Linked DNA regions of Danio rerio: region 2 is linked to region 1. A link is a contact called in public Hi-C data. All regions are on one chromosome and are shown on one strand. The core of a region is the stretch at or near the end of the contact, and the rest is flanking DNA. Distances in the headings are between cores, read along the strand shown.

Region 1 (6,145 bases), core at 3,363-5,862:
CACTTTGCGAACACAGACATACATACCACTGTAGCAGTAGAGGTGGTCAAACACTGCATGAAGTTTTTGGCAAATTTGTACTAAAAGAGAATTAAAATGTTAGGAATATTCTGAGAACATGAAAGAAACATATCATGCGTTTGTAGGAGGTGAGTAAATATATTCTTACTAAGCAGTCAAAGGCGTCTGAATTAGCAGAGCCAGCAAACCGAAATCCCACAGCCAAACAGCCTCCGGCGATTATATAGTCATGAGCCTGACTGTGGAAACAGTGAGAGAAATGTCAACTTTATTTGTTTCATCCACACATCAAATGCATTAAACTCAATGGAAATTCATATCAGACAGGAGGAAAATTATTCGAAACACCTCCACATGAGAAACCGTCTGTGGGTTTGAAGATCTCCTATAAATCACATGTCGATCGAAAACAGACCATGCAGAATTAAAATTGCAACTCACACCAAAGTCTCCATATTGAGGTCCTCCGAGACGGGCGTCTGGTCCTGGTTTCCGATGTTTTCTTGGATGATCTGAAAATGTAACGGTTATTTTTTATCATATTAAAAGAGTCTAAAACAGGGGTGTCCAAACTCATTCCTAGAGGGCCGGTGTCCTGCTAAGTTTAGCTCCAACTTGCTTCAACACACCTGCCAGAAGGTTTCTAGTCATAGACTGCAAAAGATATGGAGTAGTGTCCGTGATGTCACCCATAGGCTTCTGAAATACGCAAAAGAAGCTACAAGTAGGTGTGGCCAACCGTCGTTATCATCTTACTAACCGGAGGATACCAAACAAGGGCAAAGAGGCGGAGCGTGAGCGGAGCTACAGGCGCCTGCTAGCACTTTCCTTAGACGGGCTTTTCTTTAGAGGGAAATGCTTAATTCTTCATTACTCACGATTCCTTTGTGTGTTCTGAACACATGTGCTTGGTTGTAAGCTATATCAATAAAGTGTTTAGTCTTTTAAAAACACTGCTGTAATACATTGAGCAACTAAACATTGTTCTTATGACGTTTTTCAACCGTGAATTAATTTTCAAACATTTAAAATATAGTCTGTGATAGTAAATGCAAGGCTAATTATGAAATCCAGGCATAATACTGTATGACAAGCTTCAGATGACTGTTATAGAGCCTACAGCTAATCAATCTGTCAGATTCTGGAGTGCATTACAGGTCTAAAGAAAAATCTAAATGATCTTAAACAAAATAAATAAAATTCTAGAGATGCATTACAAGTGTACAATTTCACTCACCAGGGAAATGTAGGCCACGCGAATAGTTTGTGAGCATATTTAAGTGCACACAGCATGCCATATCATCTAATAATTGTTGGAAACAATTCAAAAAGGCAACTGACTGTGTAAAGCCACATAAAACAACACAATAATACGATGAATATGCAGAGTTCAGCGGCTAATCAGCCGGAATCAATAAAGGTGACATGACGGCGATCACAGAGACCTAGCTGTCACTCAAGTGGCCACACCCTTAAATATGCAGACTTAATACAATTTAATATAAACTAAATGGATGAGTTATAAAAAAACAAATCAGCCCACTCAGTTGTCATAAAAAGTAATATTAGCTATATAAACCAAAATCGTTCTTTGGCTGTAAACACCTTTTTTTCTGCTATAAAGTTGGCCATTTTAACATTAGGGTCAACAGAAATGTGCTCTATTATGGAGTCAGGACTAGCGTAATTTTGATGAATTGCAGTTTCAGTTACTTCCGTATTGGCTTCACGAGTGAGAGCGGGAGGTTGCCGCTTGTTTCTAGTATTTCAAGTAAGGGCTTGATTAGCTGGTTCAGGTGTGTTTGATTAGGTTTGGAGCTAAACTCTACAGGACGCCGGCCCTCCAGTACAGAGTTTGGACACCCCTGGTCTAAATGTTGCCCCTAACAACAAACAAATTAAAGTATAAACTCAAGGCTAGAACAAAGTTGAATAGAATTTATGACAGCACATAATATGTGACTAGATATTTTACAAGATACTGGTGTTCAGCTTCAAGTGACATTTAAAGGCGTAACTACAACCTCAAATCAGAAAAAGTTAAGATTTCCAAATTTACATTGACAATATGAACAAAAATATTTCATGCTTTGCCCGGTCAACTTCATTTAATTTGTAAACATACATCTATTCCTATGGTTCAGACCTGCTACACACTCCAAAAAAGTCAGGACAGGAGCAGTTTAGGGCTGGTAATCAGGTAAACTGGTTAAATTATGTGATTGGAAACAAATGATTGTAATTATGATTTGGGTTTAGTCCTTTATTGAGCAAAGACCACCAGGGCCTTGAATCACCAGTTTGCCATCAAATATGTGAGAAATATGATTGACATGTTTAAAATGTTCCTCAAAGAAAGAGAAGACGACATTTTGGATATTTCACCTTCAACAGAGTTGAACATAATTAAAAGATTCAAGTAATCTGGAGGAATATCAGCGCGTAACGAACAAGGGCACAAGCCCAAGCTGAACAACCGTGATCTCTGAACCCTCAGGCGGCCCTGCATCAAAAATCCTCATTGATCTATCAGTGATATCACTACTTAGGCAAACCTTTGTCAAGCACCACAACATGTAGTTGCATCCACAAATGCCAGTTAAAACTGTACTGTGCCAAAAGGAAGCCCTATGTTAACAGTGTCCAGAAGCGCTGTCGACTTCTCTAGATTCCGAGGCATCTGGGATGGACCATCACACAGTGAGAATGTGTACCATATATATATATATATATATATATATATATATATATATATATATATATATATATATATATATATATATATATATAAATTTTTATTTTTAATTTTTGGAAGAAATGGAAACAGTGTGCTCTAGACCAGTGGCTCTCAAAATTTTATTTTATCAAGTACCACCTCAGAAAAAAAATTGTCTCTCCAAGTACCACCAAAATGAGCAGCATTGAAATACAGTAGCATAGTAGGCCCAGTAAAGCAGCTACAACTCTGCACAGTTAAAAAACGTGGCAGATTACCTCAGAAATATAGGCTATATGTCATATGGCATATTATATACATCATTTTTGATCAATTTTGAAATGTGTGTAGCTTGTACATGACATATTTCATTTCTCCGTGTACCACTAGAAGGAAGCCTGTGTACCACTAGTGGTACACGTACCACAGTTTGAGAACCACTGCTCTAGACCAAAGGGGGAAAAAAGGATCATCCAGACTGTTACCAGCAACAAGTCTAAAAGCCAGGGTCTGCCATGGTATCGGGTTGTGTCTATGCCCTTGGCCTAAGTAACTTCTGTGATGGCACTATTAATGCTGAAAAGCACAGAGACTTTGAAGCACAATATGCTGCCTTCCTTTCCATGGACTTCCATGCATAATTCAACAAGACAATGCAAAATCACATTCTGCACACATTACAAAATGACTGCAGAAGAAAAGGATACAGGTACTTGACTGGCCTGTCTGCAGTCCTGACCTGTCTACATAAGATAATGTGTGTACAGTTGCCCACTTTAAGACTTGTTTGCAGGAAGAATGAGATAAAATTATACACTTCGTCACTTGGTGTCTTCAGTCCCTAAACGTCTTTTAAGTGTTGTGAAAACAATTAGCAACATTACAGTGCTAAATGCTTTACTGTTACAACTTTTTTTTTTAAATTTGTTGCAAGAACAAAAATTGGAATAGGTGTTTATTTTGGAGGGAAAAAAACAAAAAAATCATGAGGAACACATTACAAAATGTTTGTTGTATTGTCTGCAATGAAATCCAAGTCAAAGTAAATTTAAAAATAACTACTTTATATTTTAATTTGCATTTTCCATACTGTCTCAACTTACTTGTCTTTGGAGTTGTAGGTTAATTATGCAGGTTAGGGTAATTAGGCAAGTAATTGCGTAACAGTGGTTTGTTCTGTAGACAATTGAAAAAAATACTGCTTAACGGGACTAATAATTCATTCATTCATTCACTTTCGGCTTAGTCCCTTTATTAACCCTTTATTATGGTGGTTCTTTCTGCGCCACAGCAGAAAGAACCACCAACTTTTTACACAGCGCATGCCCTAACAGCTGTAACCCAGTACTGGGAAACATCCATACACTCTCATTCACACACATACACTACGGACAATTCACCTATACCACATGTCTTTAAACTTGAGGACAACCAGAGCACCCGGAGGAAACCCACGCCAACATGGGGAGAACATCCAAACTCCACACAGAAAAGCCAACTGACACGGGTGAGGCTTAAACCAGCGACCTTCCTGCTGTGAGGCGATATCGCTACCCACTGCGCTGCCCGGGGGTAACAAAATTGAAATTACAATTTTTTTTAAACTGCTTTTATTCTAGCCGAAAAAAATAAATAAATAAGACTGTCTCCAAGAGAAAACGATATTATCGAAAATACTGTGAAAAATGTCTTGCTCTGTTAAACATCATTTAGGAAATATTTAAAAAAGAAAACCAAAATCACAGGAGGGTGAATAATTTTGACTTGAACTCCATATGCTGAGCACTGAAACTTTTCAAGATATTTCAATGACCATCCTCTCCCTCCTCCATTACTCAATGACCTGCACAACCACACACCACGGTTGAAGTGACCGAACAACTCTGTGTTTTGCAACATGAGCATTGCCAAATATTTGACCAACCTTTGAACTAAATGAAGGGGGGGGGGAGAAAACATGACCTGAAGCAAAAATGTGTTTCCTCTTTCTGAAGAAAACACACGCAATGATGGCTGATTCCCTGCAGTGTGTTCGAGCTGTAACTAACAGTACCTGAGGAACATTGCTGGTCACCCAGTCGGCATTGGGAAAGATCTCGTCCCACATGATAAGGCATCTGGCCAGCGTCTGTACAGAGAACAAAGCGAGAGATCAACATTTCACACTGAATTGCGAAAAAGGAAATGTTTGTACATCACTTTCTTTAGAAGCGTTGCTGTTTATAGGCTCTGTTCCAAATCCTAGTGAACTGCATAGTCTATATTAGTGATGGGAAGTTCGAATCATTTTACTGACTCGGATCTTTGAGTCTTGTTTATCGAGATGAACGAATCTTTTTTCGAGTCATTTCGTTTATTTGGTTTAATTTGCAAAAATATTATTAAGATGTTACAAATTGCTTCCAAACACATCTACAACTAGCCCAAAAGGTTGATCACACGACAAATAAGTCATAAGTAGAATACTATAAGGAGAAAATAATAATTCAATGTTGACCTGCTCTTTTGTCTATGAAGATATTGTTGTCTCTTTGCTCAGCTCACCTCTTCATGTCTTCAAATGTCAGTGGTTCGTTCACGTTACACTGACAGTCACATATAATCTTAACCAATGTACACAGTCGGAGCTGATAGGAGCCATGATAATTAGTTCACCTTTCAAGTCTTCTGGTTCTTGAGTCGTTCGTTCATCACGTGACAGAATGACTAAAACCCGAGGACTAGAGATGAACGGATCAATTATTTTTCCGGCTCTAAACGCATATTATTGGCCCGAGAGGAACGAATTACTCAAATCTGATATAGGACTCGAGAGATGAACAGTTTAATTCTTTTTCCAGCTCTAAACGCATATGATTGGCCCGTGAGGAACGAATGACTCAAACTCGATAGAGGACTCGAAAAACAAACGGTTCAATTCTTTTTCCGGCTCTAAACTCATATGATTGGCGTGTGATGAACAAATGACTCGAAAGAGGACTCGTAAGATGAATGGATCAATTCTTTTTCCGACTCTAAACGCATATGATTGGCTTCTGCCTTTCCGCGATGAATGATTCAAAAGTCTTAAAAGGAATGATAGCACCTGAACAAATGTGCGCACGCGCGGATGAACGAATCACTCCCTGAGAGGACTCGTAGTTCCCTAATCACATTGAAGATTTGTTCATAATGAACTAATCGTTCATAAACGACCCATCACTAGTCTATATACCAGTTTCCTTGTAAGGATAAAATTTTGAATAAAAAAATTGCAAATAGATACTCTAGATACTAAAGAGCCTTTGATTATGAACAAGATTTGACGAGAAACTGAAGTACGCGATGATATAAAAAAAAATCATTCATTCATTTAGGCGGAAGTGATGCTTTGAATGTTGATATCTCCCGAATGTAAATTGTCACTCG
Region 2 (5,442 bases), core at 1,685-4,184, 70 kb before region 1:
ACCCAACAAACAGTACAGAATGTTAGAATAAAATACAATACTATAAAAAATACAAATACAAAAAAATTGTTTTCATATATATATATATTTTTTTTCTTCTTTTTTTTCTTGGATATAAATATAGGTATGTGTGTGTGTGTGTGTGTGTGTGTGTGTATATATATATATATATATATATATATATATATATATATATATATATATATATATATATATATATATATATATATATATATATACATATACAAAAAAAACTATCAGATTGAATTTTAAATTACAGTCATCTTTCCAGAGACATACTTTTTTCTATCCATTTATAAAGCAACTGAAAGGGGATAAGGAGATCACACTTTTTTAAAAGTCTCTGCTTAACCTCTGATTACGTATGTTAATTTTTCAAGAGCAAGATTATCAGACATTTTCTTTATCCATTGTGCAAGAACAGGTCTTTGCGTGTTTTTCCATACCAAAGCTATAACACGTTTAGCTTGTATAAAGCTGAAATCTATAAGTTTCTTTTTGTTTGCATTCACTGACAAATTTTCAGGATATATATGTAATAAACAGTTTTAGCTTTTTAGGAAGTTTTAGCTTCAAAGGAACAAATTCTCCAACCATTTCACAGACCACACCACCAAGCACCTCCTTCCAAAACAACTGCAGCTCATTCCCTCATTTACAGTGAGGGAATGACATCCAATGCGTACTGAATTTGTTGTTGTCTTGGAGAAAAGTTATATTGATTACATATTATATATATATTTATTATTTACATAATGCTTTCATCGTATTATAACAGCTCGTCACCCAGTGATAAGCGTAGTTATTCTGCAAAATTAACGTTAAAGTGAGCCTCGATCACCTGACAGGTCCATCTGCGATAGCACCCTAACAATGGATATCGGATAAGACGAAATGACCAAGCATCCAGCCCCAAAATTCACAACTCTCATTAATGCTCCAAGTGATTTTACAAGAGAGAAGCTAAAGGCCTACAAGTCTTTGGATGCCAACAATGTTGTTCTGTGTGGTCATGTGCAAGAAGAAATGCTAAAAACCGAGGTTCTGACTAGCAAAGACAAGGAAAGAAGACGGAGCTGTACAAGGCCTGGGAAATCATCAACAAGCAAAAGTACTGCATTCTGACAGCGAACTGCACCTGTACGGCAGAGTATGTGAACACATACATAAAGGTAAAGTTGGTTTTATATCCGGACTTTCTCCTTAATAATATAATTTCATTAAAGTATTATTTGCAAACTCTTAATAGCGAAATCAAATTAGCAGCCAACCACTATCAAAGTGCAACATTGTTCACAGTCGAATAAATGTTGTTTTCCAGTCACACTTGCAGGTTATTTCAGACTGAATATTCAAAGTGCCGCGGTAAACAATTTAGGGAGTGTGTCACAAGTTGTCACTGAATGAATGTGTGAAAATACCAAAACCAACTTTACCTTAATAACTTTCACGTTTCATTCTAAGCATTCAGTGTTCGCAGTTTAATTCACCATATTTAACTATTTTTGCTGAAATCATTTCTGCAATCAAAAACGAGTAACGTGTATGATTCAGCATAGCGTGAACTTATCAGATATAACATGAGAACTGCAGCGTCCAGCATTTCTAATTAGGTTGTCACTTCATTCAGCTCCCTTTTAGCCAAAGACGTCTGCAGTTAGCATTAAAGCAGTGTGGTGTACGGTAAAAGTTACGTTTTTTTTTCGAATTTGGCACCCTACCACACAACACCACATGTTTACTGTTGCAGCCTGTCTTTTTTTTTGCAACCGGGGACCCGTGTGACGTCATGTGTGTCGTAGGTTGGTAACTGGTCTATACGAAATCTGGTAAAAATCACTTGATTAACTCTAGTCTAATAATGTCTTCAAACTCTGTTTGGAATTTCAGGTTGTATTTCATACAATTTGTTATTTTCCAAGGCCACTTCCACTCTTCTTGCCACTTATTTAAAACGTAAACATTGATAAAAGGTTTCATCTCTGAGGGAGGAATTTTCACCTCCATGGTGTGAAAAACAAATACAATGAGAGTCAATGGTTACAGGTTTCTACCTAAAAATATCTTTGTGTGTGTGTGTGTGTGTGTGTGTGTGTGTGTGTGTGTGTGTGTGTGTGAAAACATCACAGCTGAAGAGGCGGACAGAGTCAGTGTGCACAGTGCACTATACACCAACAAGACTGTGCGAATGTACGGGTTTTCATCATTGAACAGTAATGTTCACATGTTCTGAATACTGTCATTAGAGATTTTCCAAACACTCCTGATATTATTGTTGGGAATGAAGAATTGAAAAACATTCTGATTATGGACGTAGGCTGCTGTTTTGACACGTATATGGATTTGTGCTATACAGAAAAAAATGCTGAAATATCAACCATTAGTAAATGCTCTAAAAATGTGTGGCTGCAACACAAATTTAGTGGTTTTAATAGGGCACGTTCATAAACTGTGTGTGAGGGGACTACAAATTGCCGGACTCAGTAAAAAAAAGACTCGAAACAAATTGCAAAGTATTGTTCTGTGTCTGCAATAATAGGCAGTCTTCATGTGTGGAGAAGACAATGCCATCTCTATCCTTAATCCATTTATTTACTACTGTGCACAGAATGGATCGAGTGCATTAATATTGTCACGCAAATGAAACTCAATGGTTGTATCTATTGCTTGTACTGTGAAATATCATGGGCTCCTTGTGATTATTTGGATGCGGTGTTGCTTTAATTACTGTTAGTCATTCCAAATAAAATTAATCAAGTGTGTTTAACAGATAACATTTTGAAACAAGAATGAATAAATAAGATAATTTAAATTGTTGGGTGAAATATCACTTTAATTACATTCACTTCAGTTGAAGTTTATAGTAGTTGACATAGATGTCCACTAGATGGCAGAACAACCTAGGAGAAACACATGACGCCCTCGGATAATTCATCAGAGCACGTGGGCCACATGTCTAGTTGACTCATTAGCATTTATCTGTCAGACGAGCATCGTTTTAAAGAAATATATTTAGATTTCGCCTTTTAGGTTTCTTTTTCCTAGTCTGACTGATCAGACAGAAAAAGTAGGCCTGTGATTCACAGGTTTCCCTCTCACACACTCAACCTCAGAACCGAAAATGAATCGCGTCAAGCTTTGAAATATCATGCACGGTCTACAAACCCACAAACTATACCAACGAACAGGGTTTGATAGCATACAGTCATTTCAAACCCATCTGAAACAGAACAAAAGACACAACTAGAGTATTTTTTATGAATGTAAACTCGCTTCCGCCTATACACACAGCAGTAACAGGTTTTACTGGAAACCAGAGCTGCCTAACTAATAGTAGGCAGTGTAAAATAAGCTACAAATGTGAGACTAAAAACACATGATGACTTCTTAGAGTGCTTACTTTCAGTTCAATGCCTGCTCCTTCCTTCACTTCAGATGTGCAAATAATCACCAGCATTGCAAATGTGCACTGTGAATTGACTTTGCACAGTCATACACGAAGAAAACGCCCCCTTTCCTGTTACAGTCAGTGTAAAACTATGGTATTTTGGTGTATTCCTTTAGCTACTCTGCTATAATAGTCAAATGTGTTTCATTTTAAAGCGTATTTAATTATTTAGACCATGTTATTCAACTGAATGAAATGTATAGGCATGTTAATGCTAATACATCACTGAATATACCAGCATGAAAAATAAATAAATGAACCATGCCAGAAACTTGAATTTGGGCCTATATGTCAAAGTTATTTCTATATTTTTTAGCCTCCTAAAAGGAATAATTCACATATAAATACAACATTCTGTCTTCATTTACTCATCTTTCACTCGTCACAAACATCTTTGAGTGTTTTGATAATTATTTTTCTGTTGAACACACAAAAATACTAGTAAATATTAGGCCTGTGTTGGAAACATGACTCGTATGGAAGTAAATGGTTACTGGTTTTCAACATCCCGGGCTTTTGGACACTTTCAGTACTGATCACCAAATGTGCACTGTGAACTGACTTTGCATAGTCATACACAAAGAAAGTGCCCCCTTCCTGTTAGTCAAGGTAAAACTATGGTATTTTGGTGTATTTCTTTAGCTGCTCTCCTAAAATAGTCAAATGTGTTTCACATTATAGTGTATTTCATTAATTTAGATCAGGTGATTAAACTGAATGAGATGCATTGGCATGTTAATGCTAATAATACATCATTTATTTCCATGCTGGTATATTCAGTGAACCAGAAACATGGGTTTGGGCCAATATGTCAATTTTATTTCTATATTTTAACCTTACTAAAGAAATAATTCACAAAAAAATAAGACACCATGTCTTCATTTACTCATATTTTACTCGTCACAAACATCTTTGAGTGTTTTGATAATTATTTTTCTGTTGAACACACCAAAATACTAGTAAATATTAGGCCTGTGTTAGAAACAAGACTCTTATGGAAGTACTGGTTTCTAACATCCCAAGCTCTTGGACGTTTTCAGTACTTTTCTTAATCAATTGTTGTTATTTATTTATTTATTTATTTTTTGTATAAACTTAAACATAAGTTGACAAACTAGCCTATAAATCATGTGCCTGCCATCATAGGCTACACTATTTTCAAGTCTGAACTCAAAAAGTGGGCAGTTAAGGAGTTAAACCACTCAACATGATGCTTTTTGACAGGTTTTCATCATTATATCTCGATTCTTATAGAGAACTTATTAAGAAACTATACTATGCTCAAGCTATTATGTCGTTTTTTCTCATGTTTGTCTAATAGTGTGTGGATTTTGGAAATTACCTCAGGCGCGGGCCGCGGCTACCAACCCACATGAATGGGCGATGAGAGGAAGTTCTAGGTGACGGTTAAACAACACGAATAAGGAGAAAACAGCTTCAAAAGAGTGGGATTATATCGCTTTCTCACACTAAAAAGGGTCAAAAGTTGATTAACGCTTAGGGGCGAGTGCTGTTTCATGCGTCATGATTAACGTCTTGGGTCGTTGCGTCGCGTCTGAGCGCGTCACGCAAATATAAAATGAATTAAAAATAGCATAAGGGCAATTACACTCTCCATGCGTGTTATATTTTCTAAACATTTGCTTAATGTAAAGGTCGTGCTTGTCTGTAATTGTAATATTTTTATTAGGCTATTATTATTTATATTAACTTCTATCACTCTGGGTTTATAATGTTTTATTGTCTTGTTTCTGTGGGTTTTAAGCATAAAACGATACTAGCTTCAATAAATACTACATACTAGCTTAAATAAATTAGTTTCCATACTCCATTTATATTTAAATAAGGTTCAGTTTTAACACAAGCTCGATGACTGATCGATAAACGTACTGAAGAAAGTTCTGTAGACGTCCACTATAAATACATTCGGCGCATTACAAGTATGCACCCTAGCAGGTCGTCATCTAGGAAGT

The links. Hi-C and Micro-C count contacts between places; a contact is called where the count stands out from the background.
Region 2: a contact with region 1 is called in a Hi-C map of an unstated tissue, with 4 times the contacts expected there. The contact joins two enhancer-like sites. A contact is called at or near these places in 3 of 18 Hi-C or Micro-C datasets (caudal fin, embryo and an unstated tissue).

What each region holds. Positions count from the first base shown.
Region 1 is chr13:50,815,153-50,821,297 of GRCz12tu, reverse strand. anapc1 (anaphase promoting complex subunit 1) reads right to left here. Exons shown (of 48, transcript XM_073920318.1): 34 at 4,791-4,865; 35 at 463-533; 36 at 170-260; 37 at 27-80. Among named protein-coding and RNA genes, the nearest start is that of anapc1, 120 kb to the right of the region's middle. Within about 2 kb of position 4,612, at least 5 of the 62 cell types and tissues checked have an H3K27ac peak or open chromatin away from gene starts, as enhancers often do.
Region 2 is chr13:50,883,938-50,889,379 of GRCz12tu, reverse strand. The region is part of intron 1 of LOC137487444 (a long non-coding RNA gene); the gene reads right to left. Among named protein-coding and RNA genes, the nearest start is that of anapc1, 190 kb to the right of the region's middle. Within about 2 kb of position 2,934, at least 6 of the 62 cell types and tissues checked have an H3K27ac peak or open chromatin away from gene starts, as enhancers often do.